Linked DNA regions of Rattus norvegicus: region 2 is linked to region 1. Evidence: chromatin contacts called from public Hi-C data. All regions are on one chromosome and are shown on one strand. Each heading gives the region's core, a stretch centred on a gene start, on an enhancer-like site or on the middle of the called end of the contact. The rest is flanking DNA. Distances are from core to core; before and after follow the strand shown. Region 1 has its middle 92 kb from the start of Cd44. Region 2 has its middle 67 kb from the start of Pdhx.

Region 1 (6,787 bases), core at 3,365-5,864:
GCAATATGTCAGGTCTTGCTAGCCAGCTTGCTCTGGGGTTACAGGTGAGTCATCACGCTGACCCAACATGTTACATGAATTCTGGGAATCTGTTCTCTACCCCGCACATTTGTATTTTAACACGGAGTCATTTCCCCAGCCTTGATCACCCTGCCTCTACCTCACAAGTGCTGGGATTACAGGCATGTACCACCACCAGAGTTGCCTCTTTTTTGTTCCTTAAGGAAAGAAACAACAAAGAAACAAACGTCTGCCGAAGCTTCCATACACACACACACACACACACACACACACACACACACACACACACACGCACTCTGAAGCTGTGCATATGGAAATGTTCAAATCCCTGACCTCTTCTCTCTCTCTCTCTCTCTCTCTCTCTCTCTCTCTCTCTCTCTCTCTCTCTCTCTCTCTCCATAACTCTCAGAACACTGGCAGAGAGTCCTGCCTCCTTCAAGAAGTTCAGCCTTTCTATGGAATTTTATAAGCCTGGAAAGATGTCTGAAGATACTGATATGATAGTGCCCCAGGGAAACCATCAGGGACTGTTCAGTAAGAATCATGCCTCAGACCCAATCAGGCACCCAGTTCTCTATGCCTCACTTTGTATAATAATAAGACACAGAGGTACTAAGTCCTTGCAGAAAGCACCTAGCATCAAAATACGAGGACTAAAGCAAATACGATAAAGCCACTTGGGAGAGAAAGAATTCATGGAGAAGAAATAAAACAAATAAAACCTGTCATTAGTAACCTCAGTCAGAGAAGACTCGAAGCACGAAGTAAGAAGAGAACAGTCACGGAAAAGAGGACACTCACAACATCTCAAGATGAACCTTTGATATACTCAAATGTGAAAGGACAGAGTTTAAAAATAAGGCCAAGAGGTTTGTAAGATAAAGTTGAAGAAATATCATTACAAAGGGATCAATAGACAAAGGGAAACAGAGAGATGGGCGTCCCAAAGACTGAGCTTTGGTAGGAAATCTAACATGCAATCACAAGAAAACACACAGAGAGAAAACAATAGCAGTGGAGAGAGCAGATCATGAAAGAGATGAAACAAGAAATGCCTCAGTTTATGAACATGAATATCAGACTAAGGACATGTTACATGTTTAATAAAGATAAAACCATATCAAGTCAGATTGTCTTTAAATATCTTAACACTCTGGGGCAAGAGATGATCCTGTATTTTCTAGAAAGAAATGCATTATTTATAGAACTAAGAGTCAAACTAGGGCCTGCACATAAAACCGTAGAGCTGGATAAGATAGTGTGTACTCATAATCCCAGCTCTCGGGATTTAAAATCAGTAAGACAGTCATAAGTCTGATAGGCCAGCCTTGGCCACACAGAGAGACACTATCTCAAAAATAAAATAAAACAAACAAACCACAAAAGAATCAGGATGTAATCACACTTCCCACTTATCACCTTTGGAGAAAAAAGGCCAAGAGACAAGGTAGGACAAAAGCTTCCTGCCTAGAGGAAGCTTGCCAAATGGAATGTGCCCTCAAAAGATCTTCCCAGAGACTTGGGTATTTCCAAGAAAAATGACTTGTAACCCTCAGACCACACTAAGCCTGGCTGAGTAGTAAAATCTTTACATCTGTAGAACCCTTCTCAAGGGCCCCTGAAACTGTAACAGTGAATGGTTGGCCTTCAAGAATAAATACACCATTGGAAGTTTTACCTTGAACTAAATGAACCTTATGAAGGCACTTTGTTTAGCCTGTGTTAATTAAACTCACTGAACTATACAAAACTACATAAAAAATGGTGAGGCAATTACTTCCAGGCTAGACTCTGGACTTAGCTATGATACAAACTAAGAGTAAGAGGAGAATTTCAGATATGCACTGTATCCAAACCCATTCACACATTCTCAGGCAACCCCTAAAGGATGCATTCTACCTAAAATATATGTTACCAAGAAAAGAAAGATGTGAGGATGACAAAATTAAGAGGATTCTTAAAATGGTGGAAGGAGATCCCAGGGGATGATGGTCCATCCAATCTAGGGGGAAATCAGCCCAAATTAGAAAACAGACTAAAAATGGAAAGAATACATGTTTTGCCTCTGTTGACTCCTAATTAAAAAGGGATTCATATTTTGCTTCTATCAGCTAACTGCTGATGCAGTAATGTGAGCTCTAAAATTAGATGCTTAAATAACAAATATTTACTTATTTCTCCCAAGTCTGAAGGTTGATTCAGTGCCTCTGCCGATCTGGGCTGCCTCAGTTGACTCATTCATGTTTATGTTACTGATAAACTGCTCAGAGAGGCACTGCCTGATCTAGGATAGTTTCATCTTGGATGCCAAGAGATTGTTTCTATATGTATCTCACGTGCTACCAGCTGGCTTGTGTAGGCCTGGCAGGGACCTAAGAAGAAAATGAATGCTTATGTAGCTCCCAGTGGCCAAAGCCCAGAACTAGCTTTGTAATTCCACCATATTTTTTTGGCCAAACCCAAACCTAAGAGTAGCTCAGATTTAAAGAGGGCAGGGGAGACAGAGACAGAGAGACAGAGAGGCAGAGAGTTTCTGTCTCTCAGTGGGACGAGCTACAAAGATACCTTCCAAAGAATGAAGCAGGAGACGACCAATTACAAGGGGTTTTTGTACAACCAGTTTATAGTCAGAGTGTTGAAAGATTTTCACGACTTAAGGGTACCTCTGATGTTTATGTTTATGTTTAAGAAACACCATTTAGGCCACATTGACAGCAACATTAGCATAGAATACCATGAACACTTTCATAAATGCCATGCTATTGGAAAAGAAGGAGTAGACACATGCAAGTGTCTATTTGGGAGAGTGTCCAGGCCACTACAAAGATCATGAGCACTGGAGTCAAGACTAAAACCTGGGTTTTTAGTATTGGTCCTTTCACCTACTTAGCAGTTGAGTCCTGCTCACATTTCTTAAATAACTGGAGTTGTAGTTTATCACCTGCAATGAAGAGTGGACAGGAAAACTGTGTATGGCTAGTGCATTAGGCAAGACCTTTGGTGTTGCCTGGTATGTTATAGGCTCTCAAAAAGGTTAATATCAGGGCTGAAGAGATGGTCCAGTTAATAAACCATCTGCTGTCCAGGCACGAGGGCCTGCCTTAGTCCACATCTTCAGCATCCAAGTAAAAAGCCACATGCTGTGGTGGCCCAACTTCTGTAACCCCAGTACAGGCAGGTCTCTGAAGGTCATTGGTAAAACAGCCTAGCTTAATAGACTTTCAGGTTCAGTGAAAGACTCTGTCTCAAAATCAAGGTGGAGAAGAATCAATCTCTGGTCTTCCCACAGGTGCACACAGCCATGGGAACACATTCATACAATACAAACACATAGACACAGACCTCTAGAGACACACACACACATACACAAGCACACACATGCACACACTGTATGAGTACACTCCACCCACAGACACAGTTACACAACCACACATACACATAGTCACACATGAACTTCTACCTGCCATGTCAACGTTTATTCAGTAGGTATTTAGTTTCTCCCTTCCCCATCCCTTCCAGTTTTCTGAACTCTGGCCCTAATTGTGGTTATTAACTTAGGGTGACTATATCCAGATTATTTCAGAATCCAAGGCACCCTGTGAGGGAAACTCATTGATTTTCACAGAAGAGCTTTTGTTTTCAAAGCAAGACCTAAGAGCGAGGAGTCACCAAAGCAAACATCTGGTATCCCTGATGTAATATCAGCTACCCAAGCTGTGGCTACACATTAACCAAAATTGGGCACCCACCTGTGGCTTTGATGTCATCCTCAGGAAGTTGTCTCACCCCACCTCTACTCAGATTGGGCACACTCGCTCTCCCTAGTACCACCTTGACTTTGTCCACGTGTCACTAATACAGTTAAATCTTATCAATTTCCCCATTGTCCTATCTCTTCCACTATGGCAGACTTCTTGAGAACAGGCTTTGTGTTTGAACCTCCAAATGGGGACAAACTTGCCAGCTCGATTATGGCCTCAAAAGTTACTATCTACTACTGATCACTTATGAATGTCTGTGTTTATACATTCAACCAGTGATGAAGAAATTCTTATCCCATTTTTAGTGGATGAGTCAGCTAGGAACATAGAGAGATATATTGTAGTCTCCAAACCACCCAAGTAGAAAGTGGTATAGCTATGCTGGAGCTCTGACTTCCCCTGTTTTATTGTAATAAGTTTGCTATCTTGAATTTGTTGATGTTAAGAGATCATTTTCAAACCTTGTAAGCCAGGCCAGCACCCCAGTGCTCTCTGTGGGAGTAAAAGGAGTCTTCCAGAAGCTACTGGGAGTAAGTCAAGATATGTACCATGTAGGCTATATTGACAAAGGAGTTTATTTAGAAACCCATAAATACCTCTTGGATGCTGCATTTATAGGAAGGAGAAGGATCAGCTCATGTGGAAGTGTGGGGAGTCATGCCATGATGGCCCACGCAAAGGGTCATAGAATAAGGAAGTCTGATCCAGCCCTGGCCTTGGGCCCCACTTCTTGCCACTGCTGACATCTAGTCTTCAACACCAGCAATTTGTCTGCTTGTTAGTGCTCCCCATCTCCCACCCCCTCCAGCTCACCCGCCTCAGGCTTCCAGACTGCTGACCTCATCACGTGGTGACTGCTGTTTTCCAGTAGCTTCATCCAAACCACTTCCTCCGTCCTCCTTCCCAGAGGAGAAATGGCAGAAACTCCAGGAGAAGCAGCTAACATATAACTTTAGCACAGCAGTCTTTAAAGTCAGACCCTGGGTTCAAACCCAACTTTGGCATTCTTTTGTTTACTTGTGCTCATCTTAAGTAATTTAGCAACAATGTGTGTTTATTTTTTCATCTAGAAGAAGAAAATTGTCATTTCTATCAGAGAGACATCTGGGAAGACAACCCAGATTGAGACAACCATAATGAGACAAGAAGACAGAACTTGATAGATGCATATGGCTTTTCTGTTCCTCATTCCTGATACTATCAACACCATTGCTATGTAATACGCAGCAGGGAGCTGAATAGAATATGAATCACTACTTTTAGGGAAGTCAAAGATATTCCAAGAATCTTTGGGAACCCTCTTAAAGCCTTCTAAAAACAGAAACGCTGAAACCCTAATCCTCTCTCTCAGATACTCAAATAGCCATCAGAGAGGAAAGGGGGAATCCTCCTTTTTTCTGGGGAGTGTGGAAGTAGGCAGGTTTGTTGCTTTTATTTTATTTTATTTTATTTTATTTTATTTTATTTTATTACACAAAGGCCTTGCCAGAGGAGGGAATGGCTACCCCTTTCCAGGGCCTCTGGAGGAGCCTGGCCACACAGTTTGGAACTCAGAAGTGGAAAGGCAGGTTTTGAGCAGTTGGAGACTTGAAGGCAATCCTGGTTTCTGGTTAAGTCACTGGAATTCTTGAGAGCTTTGCTTTTCACTTTCCCCTCTCATCACTTGAAGTCTCCTTGAGAACCAAAGAGAGACTATCCAGAAAAAGATATCAGAAAGAAAAAAAGGAGAAGTATGAAAAGAAGAGAGGGATGGAAACAGTTATTCAGGAGCAGTTAGATAATGGCTGTTTATTAAGTCTCATCTGTGAACACAGTAGCTACATAAATCACAGTAGCTATAAAGCAGTGGGGTTTACAAGACACATTTCTGGGGCAGGGTGGATTAGCCACTCTTGGTTTCTCTTTTAACTGTTTGAAGCCAGGGCCACTGAAGCTTAGAAATAAAAAAACCGGAGTTGCAAACCCATTGGTGAGGCTGCGGTCTCTCTCAGTGCAATGCAGTGCTGGAGGCTCACTGAATGTGAAAAAAAATCCCTGACACCTGGGTTCATGTACTTCCTAGAAATTGTCATTTCTTTGGGGTTTTAGGCCAACTTCTTGGCTATCTCTGCTCTGTTGATAATGTGCCCCCTAGTGGACATCTCAAAAAAAACCCTCTTTTTGATCTTTGTGGAAGTTGAACGCCACCTGATTTTAATCTTGTATTCCTCAAGGCAAATCTAGAACGAAGAAAGAGGGTGAACGTGGGGATCCTATCACTAAAGGCTTGTGTGGAGAAGCGGCATTTCTGGGAAGTCTGGGCTGAGAAGTTCAGAGTACAACTAATGTTCCATGTTCTGATTTAATCAGCAGCTTCTATTTGAAAAGGATTCACAGATCAGAATATTGCCTAGCAAAAAGTGCACCATAAACACATGCATTGAAATAAGAAAAGTGAAGCAAGACACAGAGCACCTGAGGTAAAACTCCATTTATCTTCATCCTACAGAGAGGAAAACCCAGGCACAGCAACTATGGTCAGTCTACTAGTAAGAGGCAGAGCTGAGCTCTGCATGAACAGCCTGGGCCAGAATACAATCTCTGAGCTCCTACATCGCCCTGTTTTTACTCGAACATACCAAACCCTCTTCACCAGGGTTGATGTGGCGGTGCAGTTGTGTAGAGGGCATGTGTGGAGTCCAGAGGTTAGCCTTAGGTGTCCTTCCTCAGGACACCATCCATCTGTGGGTTTTGTTACTGTTGTTGCTTTATTTGCTTGTTTCATTTTGTTTTGACGCAGGATGTCTCACTGGCTTGGAGCTCGGTGATTCAGCTAGATTGGCTAGCTAACAAACCCCAGGGATCCACTATGCTCAGACCTTTTAAGTTTTTTACTGAGTTCTGGGGGGCCAAACTCAGGTCTTCTTGCTTTTGCAGCAGCAAGCATTTTGATCAATTGAACTGTTTCCCCACTCTTTTAACTAACAAACCAGCCCTTTTAACAGAAGTATTTTCATTGCAGTTCC
Region 2 (7,267 bases), core at 973-3,472, 220 kb before region 1:
CCTCTGCCTCCCAAGTGCTGAGATTAAAGTGTGCACCATCACCACCTGGCCTCCATTTAAACTTTCTGTCCCTGGCTTCTCAGTCCACTTGGCAGAGAATGCTACTTACCAGGAAGCTACAGGACGGAGCTTGGTAGCTAATCACCCTTCCCAGTGCCATAGCCTCTGCTCTGTGGGAGCATCCTCTAAGAATGCATTTAAGTTTGCATGCTTGTTCATTGGGAGTATTTTATGCCTAGGGTCAGCCTAGCTTAAAATCACTACGTTTTTGGCAGTAAGATTATCCTGTGTCTTAATTCTTACCTATGGAGGATGGGAAAGCTCATCTGTGTGGCAACTGATTATCTTGCATCATCCCTTCAGTGCTGTGTGGGAGGTGCATGCTGCTCTATAGCAACCCTCCTTCAGAGTCTTGAATACCACGTAGAGACTCAGAGGTTACATGAGCGGATCAAAGCTCCGAGAGCTGCATCTGGGATTGAGCCTATGTCCATGAGGTATAAAGCTTAAATGTTCCATTCTGAGTGCCCATTGGCTGAGCTGGTTCTACTGAAGTTCTTCAGCGATGTCACTTCATGTACTTCCTATATTAACCTCTCTTAGCTCATATTTTCTTTGTAGTTCTTTCTGCATCCTGGTTAGGTTGCACAAGAGGCACTGAGGGATTTTTTGTTTTGTTTCCCTTAAAAATACATCTGGGGGCTGGGGATTTAGCTCAGTGGTAGAGCGCTTACCTAGGAAGCGCAAGGCCCTGGGTTCGGTCCCCAGCTCTGAAAAAAAGAACCAAAAAAAAAAAAAAAATACATCTGGGAAGTGCTAAAATTAAGTATCATGACTTATATATAACTCCCAATGAAAGCCTTAGAAAAACTGAAGCTTAAAACATTTAAGGTAGTGACCCTCAGCCTTCCTAATGCTGCAGTTCCTTAGGTTGTGGTCACCCCCCAACCATGAAGTTACTTTGTTGTTATTTAATAACTGTAATCTTGCTACTGTCACGAATCATCATGTAAAGATCTGATATGTGGAACATCTGAAATGTGATCCCCAAAGGGTTCGTGACCCACAGTTTGAGAACCATTGAGTTAGGTCTGGGTGCCTCTAGGGATAAAATTTGATGGGGATGAGCCGATGGGACTTGCGTGTGGTCCCAGCTACAGTGGATCCAGATCCAGGAAGGTCATCGGAGTGCTCTTCTTAGGGACCAATCTAGGCAACAAGATGGGAGTGACAACAAAAGAACTCATCCAGCCATAATGGCATGAAGCACTCAGAAGAGGTGGCAAGAGGATCATGTCTTGAAGGCCAATCTGGGCCCCATAGCATGTACCATCCTGTTTTGTCTCCAGAAGGAAAAGCAATTAAAACATACATTTAATAAAGAACACTTTAGCTTTGAATCTGGTTCATGTTCAGAACTCAAAAATCATTACCTCAGTTTCAATCCCAGTTGCTCCTGTCTTCTACATGAATAACTACATCAGCCTTCAATCCTAGTCCAGGGTTAGTAGTGGATGAGAGAGTTCATTGGTTTACCCAGACCAGATATATGGACAGCCACCAAATAAGTAAGCAATCCTCTAGGACACAAGTGAGGGCGGGCCTGGAGCATGTGGTGTGTATATTGGGTAGAGCATTAATGAGTGATCACCAGGCCAAGTGAGGGTTGCCTTTCAGGGCTTTGAAGAACCAGCATCACTTTCTCTACTAATGAGTCATGCAGTCATCCTTCTGCTGTCTTCTATTGCAGTTTAGCTCATGTTTATTGTAAAGGAGAAACGACAGATAATACACTTGAGAATTATAAAGCAGGCAGAACTTCAGGGTAAATTTAAGGCTGAGCGACTGTCGTTGATTCAGAGAAATGAAATGTCATTAATTTGGAGTAAGGCATAATGGTAAAATGATTGTGGATCTATCTCATAAATGTGATGGTTTTGTCAACTTGAGACAATCTAGAATTATCTGGGAAAGGAGTCTCCATGAGGAATCATCCAGACTTGGTAGCCCCATGGGTATGCCTTTGAGGGATTTTTGTAGTTGGTTCACTGAGGTTGGAAGACCCTACTCTAAACCCAGCCTTTCATCTGCTAAGCCCTAAACCGAATGAAAAAAGAGCAAACTGACCACTAGCATTCATTAGTTCCTCTTACTGTGCTCTTGACTGTGGGCGGCACCCTTGTGGTTTGAATAAGAGTGGCCCCATAGCTCATATATTTGAATGCTTTGTCACCAGGGAGTGGAACTCTCTGATAAAATTAGTATTAGGAAATGTGGTCTTGTTGGAACAAGTGGAACTAGGAATGGGCCTTAAGGTTTCAGAAAGTCCATGCCAGGCTCAGCGTCACATTCTGTTGCCTATAGATCAGGATGTAGCACTCAGCTATTGCTCCATGACTGCCTGTTGCATGCCACCTACTCCCACCATTGATGATAATGGACTAAACCTCTAAAACTAAGCAAGCCTCCATCGAATGCTTTCTCTCATAAGAGTTGCGTTGGTCGTGGTGTCTCTTTAGCAATAGAGCACTGACTAAGACATCATCTGACCAGCCTTTCCCAGCCCCTTCTGATGTGTCATCCCTGCTGTGCTGGATATAACCTGAGATTGTGGGCCAAGTAACACTTTCCTTCCTTAAATCATTTTGGTCAGAGTATTTTATTATAGCAACAGGAAAAGACTAAAGCAGCTTACTATTGGGGACATAACAAATAAATGTCATTTGTTTCAATATGGTAAATGGTCTGATATTTGTCAAATGATGAGTAAAATGTGAATGTTAAAAGACATTCTTCATTCACATCTGTGAACATCTATGTGCCTTGCTAAAACCCTTAACTGCAGTCAGCTTAAACACTAGGCGGTATTTATGGAGACAGTCTGGCAGGTTCTGTAAACAGAGCGCTGTGCAGCTGAGAAGATTTTATAGGGAAGGACAGTGACATTTGAGGCAGGTTATTTAATTACTGGTTACAATAAGCCTCAGCCCTCCCCTACTTTTCTTGTCTCTCTAATTTTAGTAACCAAATATACCAGTTTGTTTTCTAAGACTTTGTGTTAGTATCTGTTCAATTACTTAAATTCCGGGGGTAGGGGGGAGTTTTATGCCATACCAATTACAATGAAAATGTCCTTGGCCAGGTCAGAAGCCTAAAGAAAGGTACATTCATCTAGGAATAAGCATTCCTCCTTCTCAGTTTAATTGAAATGTGTTTTTACTTTCTCCATGCCCCTGCCTCATCTCTAATCCCTAAATTGCTTATACATATACATATATATGCAATTGTTTATATATATACATAAACATATATGCAATTATTGTTATATATAGTATAGATAGATAGATAGATAGATAGATAGATAGATAGATAGGTAGGTAGATAGATAGATAGATAGATAGATAGATAGATAGATAGATAGATAGATAGATTGATAGATATGGGTTGGGGGTTTTGTTTTTTGAGATTGACTCACTAAGTAACCCAGCCTTTCTTGCTCCTCCCAGGTTCTAGGGTTACAGTAACACCCAGCCTACATTTGTTTTCAAGCAGTCATAATTACTGGGTTTTCATCTCTGAGCAATCTGTCTAGGCAAGTAAAAATTAAGTTTATTTTAACATTTATTTATTCATTCAGGAGATGGGACACATGCAAACCTTGACACTTGTCTGGAGGTCAGAGGACAACTTTGAGGAGTCAGTCCTCTCCTCCCACCATGTGGGTCCCGGGGATGAAACTCAGTCTTTAGGATTAGTGGCCCCGGCTCTCAAATTTTAGTTTTAGCCTTTGCTATCCTCAATGATAAATGTTATGTTCTTTAATGCTAAAGGTCACGTTGGGGTTGTGTCAGAATGAGCTTTTACCATGTGGAGGTCAAGTTGAGGCGGTTTGCTCTGGGTATCAGTTACATCTGCACTTCATCATGAGCTAGTATGTTATTCATGGGTGTTCCGTGTGATACCGGACCATCAGTAACATAGTAAGAATGCATTTTGTCTTATTAGATAATAATCTAAATATCATGATGCATTCCAGGTTTTTATGGTTTGCTACAACTCAGAAGATTGAGAACAGATTTTAAGTTGTAAGGATGAGCCTGTTTCTGAAGCAGGCTGCCATCCTTTTAAGCATTGTATGTTTAGCACCCCACCTCCTTTTCCAGAGATAGAGTAAGTCATTGCTACCGTGGGCTGGAGATGCCTGAGCCTATAAACCGGGAAAAGCAGAAACTCAGTATTTAAGGTAAGGGCGTCTCAGATGTAGAAAAACCTATGGTGCTCATTTTTAACGTACCATTTGCGGGGATTATAGGAGTTTTTGTCTTCCAAGCATGTAGTTATAGATAGATAGATAGATAGATAGATAGATAGATAGATAGATAGATAGATAGATAGATAGATATAGAGATATAGAGATATAGAGATATAGAGATATAGAGATATAGAGATAGAGATAGATATATTAAACTTTCTATGTGCTTAGTTCTCCTTAAGTGGATCTCTTCACTCTGCCCTGTGGTTTTTGTTTTTTTTTTTTTTGTTTTTTTTTTTTTTTATGTTTGCAGTGTTCTGCCTGCATGTATGCCTGCAGCCCAGAAGAGGGCACCAGATCTCATTATAGGAGGTTGTGAGCCACCATGTGGTTGCTGAGAATTGAAATCAGGACCTCTGGAAGAGCAGCCAGTGCTCTTAACCTCTGGGGCATTTCTCCAGTCCATGTGCTAGTTTTAAAACACAGCAGTTTAGTTCTAACTTACTGAGCTCATAGCACTGTTGCAGACACTGTGTATACACTGTCGACTCAGAAGTCCTCACCACAGCCTGTAACATAGGTATTACCAGCATGCCACAGTAGGGAGGTAACTTGTTCAGGGTGACACAGATTAGAACAGCAGGGCTCCAGCTCATAGCCTGGCCCTAGAGCCTCATAACAGGTTCCTCTTTAAAGCATAGAACTGTTAGAAAATGTGGGAGTTTACACTAGTATGGGAACAAGATTTTTATAAGTTGGGGTCTTGGAAGGTAGAAACAGTGTGTTGATTTTCCCAGTAGCATCTCCTATGGAAATCTCTGGATTTTATAGTCACTAATGATGTGTTTCTTCTTTAACACTCTGTTAATTGAAAGGGAGATCATTAGTATAGGTTATAAACTGTCAAGTGGGCAGGATAGTCCAGTGGGTAAGAGCACTTTCTTTTCCTGCAGAATATACAAGTTTGGTTCCCAGCACTCCCATGACGGCTTCAACCATCTGTAAGCCCAGTTCCAGGGGATCTGATTTCCTCCTCTAGCGTTTAAAGTACACATGTATAGCATATAATACATACAAATGTGTATGCTCACATGAGGCAAAACACTCATGTTTAGTTTCTATAATAATGTTTTTAATAAGTTCAGGGTCAAACGGGAATGCGTTGTCTCTATTTAGGAGATAAATTGCTGGGCAGTGGCCAAAGTTTTTCTTTTTGTTTTTGTTTTAAGTTTTGCTCAGGGATATCATGGTGCAGAAAAAGAACTTTAACATTTAAAAACTAAGCCAGGCATTGTGTAGACACATGGGAGCTTGCATGGTTTTGCACACATAAAAGGTATAAGTACAAGGCTCACTCCTTGCAGATTCCAGGCTACTTAGGTTGTTCTGACTACCCCACCCTAGGATTCAGTTTGTCAGACGTCCTTCAAGCATACCTTTTCTAAGGATGGGGGACTTCTGTTAGGGCAATTCCGCCCAGAATTTAAACACACACACACACACACACACACACACACACACACACACACACACACACACACACACTGCATACATGTTAAAACACTATTTGCAAATGTGGATACATACTGTGTATTTCAGAATTTTGGAGACTGGTTTCTCTTTACTAGTAGTTTGATATGTGGATATTTAAAGTGGTAACATGAATTTATATCTTCCTAGCAAGCCAGAAAGGTCTTTGTGTAATATTATTTGAAAAATTTGACAGCAGACTGACTCCTTTTTATCTCTAGCAGTTGTGGGTTTTTTTTTTTTAAATAAATGAAAATGTTCGCTTTTACCTTCTCTTCTAAAAAAAGAATGACTTTTTAATCTGAGGTTTCTACTTTAATGCTCAGATATTAGCAAGCTATTCCGCAGACGTGGGGATAGGGGGCACTGAGACACGCACATGCACAGGCCAGAGCAGCTTTCATTGCCCTCCACTGTGCTTTTTTGAGAGAGGGTTACTCACTGACTCAGGGACGCTAGCTGTTTTAGCTTTTAGTGTTTGGCCAGTGAATTCTAAGGGAGATTGTCGCTTCCTCCCAAGACCCCACCCAGTGCTAGAGTAACAGCCGTGCACACTGTGCCTGGACTTTACTTGAGTGCTGTGATCTGAAGGCAGGTTCTCTTGCTTGAACATTAAGCAATTACTCACTGAGATTTCTCCTTAGCTCCTGCCAGAGGAAGAGCGGGAGAGGGAGGAGGAGGAAAGGGAAGAAGAGGAGGAAGAGGAGGAGGAGGAGGAGGAGGCAGACCACAAAGGAGAAAGTTAAGAAGAAAAAGATGAATAAAATGGATAATGTTCATCAAAAACACTGAATGAACAATTTTCTGTTACCCTGACTACTGTACACAGTTGCGTAGGCACGTGGACACAGACTGAGAGTGATGTGCGCAGTCCGTAACTGATTAGTGGCAGCACTAGCTACTTAAAGGCAAGTGCTAGCTTGCATCCATCCCCCATTGCAGGAAACTCTGTAGTTACTGTTGGTTATTGGCATTTGCATGAAGTTATCAAACAAGACATTAGTTAACAGGATTTTAAAGTTTCTATTCTTCTTTGCCTGATAATTATATTTTATTTTACCCTTAAAAATAATTTCAAATCACAAGCAATAAGGATTTTTAAAATAAATGTGGAGGCTGGAGAGATGGCTCAGTAATTAAGAGTACCCACTGCTCTTTCAGAAGACCTGAGTACACTTGTAGCCACCCACACTGAGCAGCTCGCAGCTACCCACGTCTCCAGCCCCAGTGAAGCTGATGCTCTCTTTCCTGGCGTCGAAGGTCACCCACACTCATGTGAACATACTTCCATACAAACATGTACATACAAATTAAAGTATTTCTTAAATATAAACAATGTGTTGAAGATCGCAGAGTACACCTGCACTCCGGTGGAAGGTGGAGACTTCACTTTTCTGAACCACAAACAAACTGAAGATTTGACTGCGATTCAGACTCCTCTGTGGATTCTTCCACTCCACAGTCCTCCAACAGCCAGCATCAATT

The links. A called contact is a pair of places that touch in the nucleus more often than the background predicts.
Region 2: a Hi-C map of the A7r5 cell line shows a contact between it and region 1, with 4 times the contacts expected there. The contact joins two enhancer-like sites. A contact is called at or near these places in 11 of 12 Hi-C or Micro-C datasets (the A7r5 cell line, the Rat2 cell line, Schwann cells and 6 more).

The regions. Positions count from the first base shown.
Region 1 is chr3:109,603,543-109,610,329 of GRCr8, reverse strand. No RefSeq gene overlaps it. Among named protein-coding and RNA genes, the nearest start is that of Cd44, 92 kb to the left of the region's middle. Within about 2 kb of position 4,614, at least 12 of the 93 cell types and tissues checked have an H3K27ac peak or open chromatin away from gene starts, as enhancers often do. A contact at or near this core is called in the A7r5 cell line, where this site is marked.
Region 2 is chr3:109,815,881-109,823,147 of GRCr8, reverse strand. No RefSeq gene overlaps it. Among named protein-coding and RNA genes, the nearest start is that of Pdhx, 67 kb to the left of the region's middle. Within about 2 kb of position 2,222, at least 8 of the 93 cell types and tissues checked have an H3K27ac peak or open chromatin away from gene starts, as enhancers often do. A contact at or near this core is called in the A7r5 cell line, where this site is marked.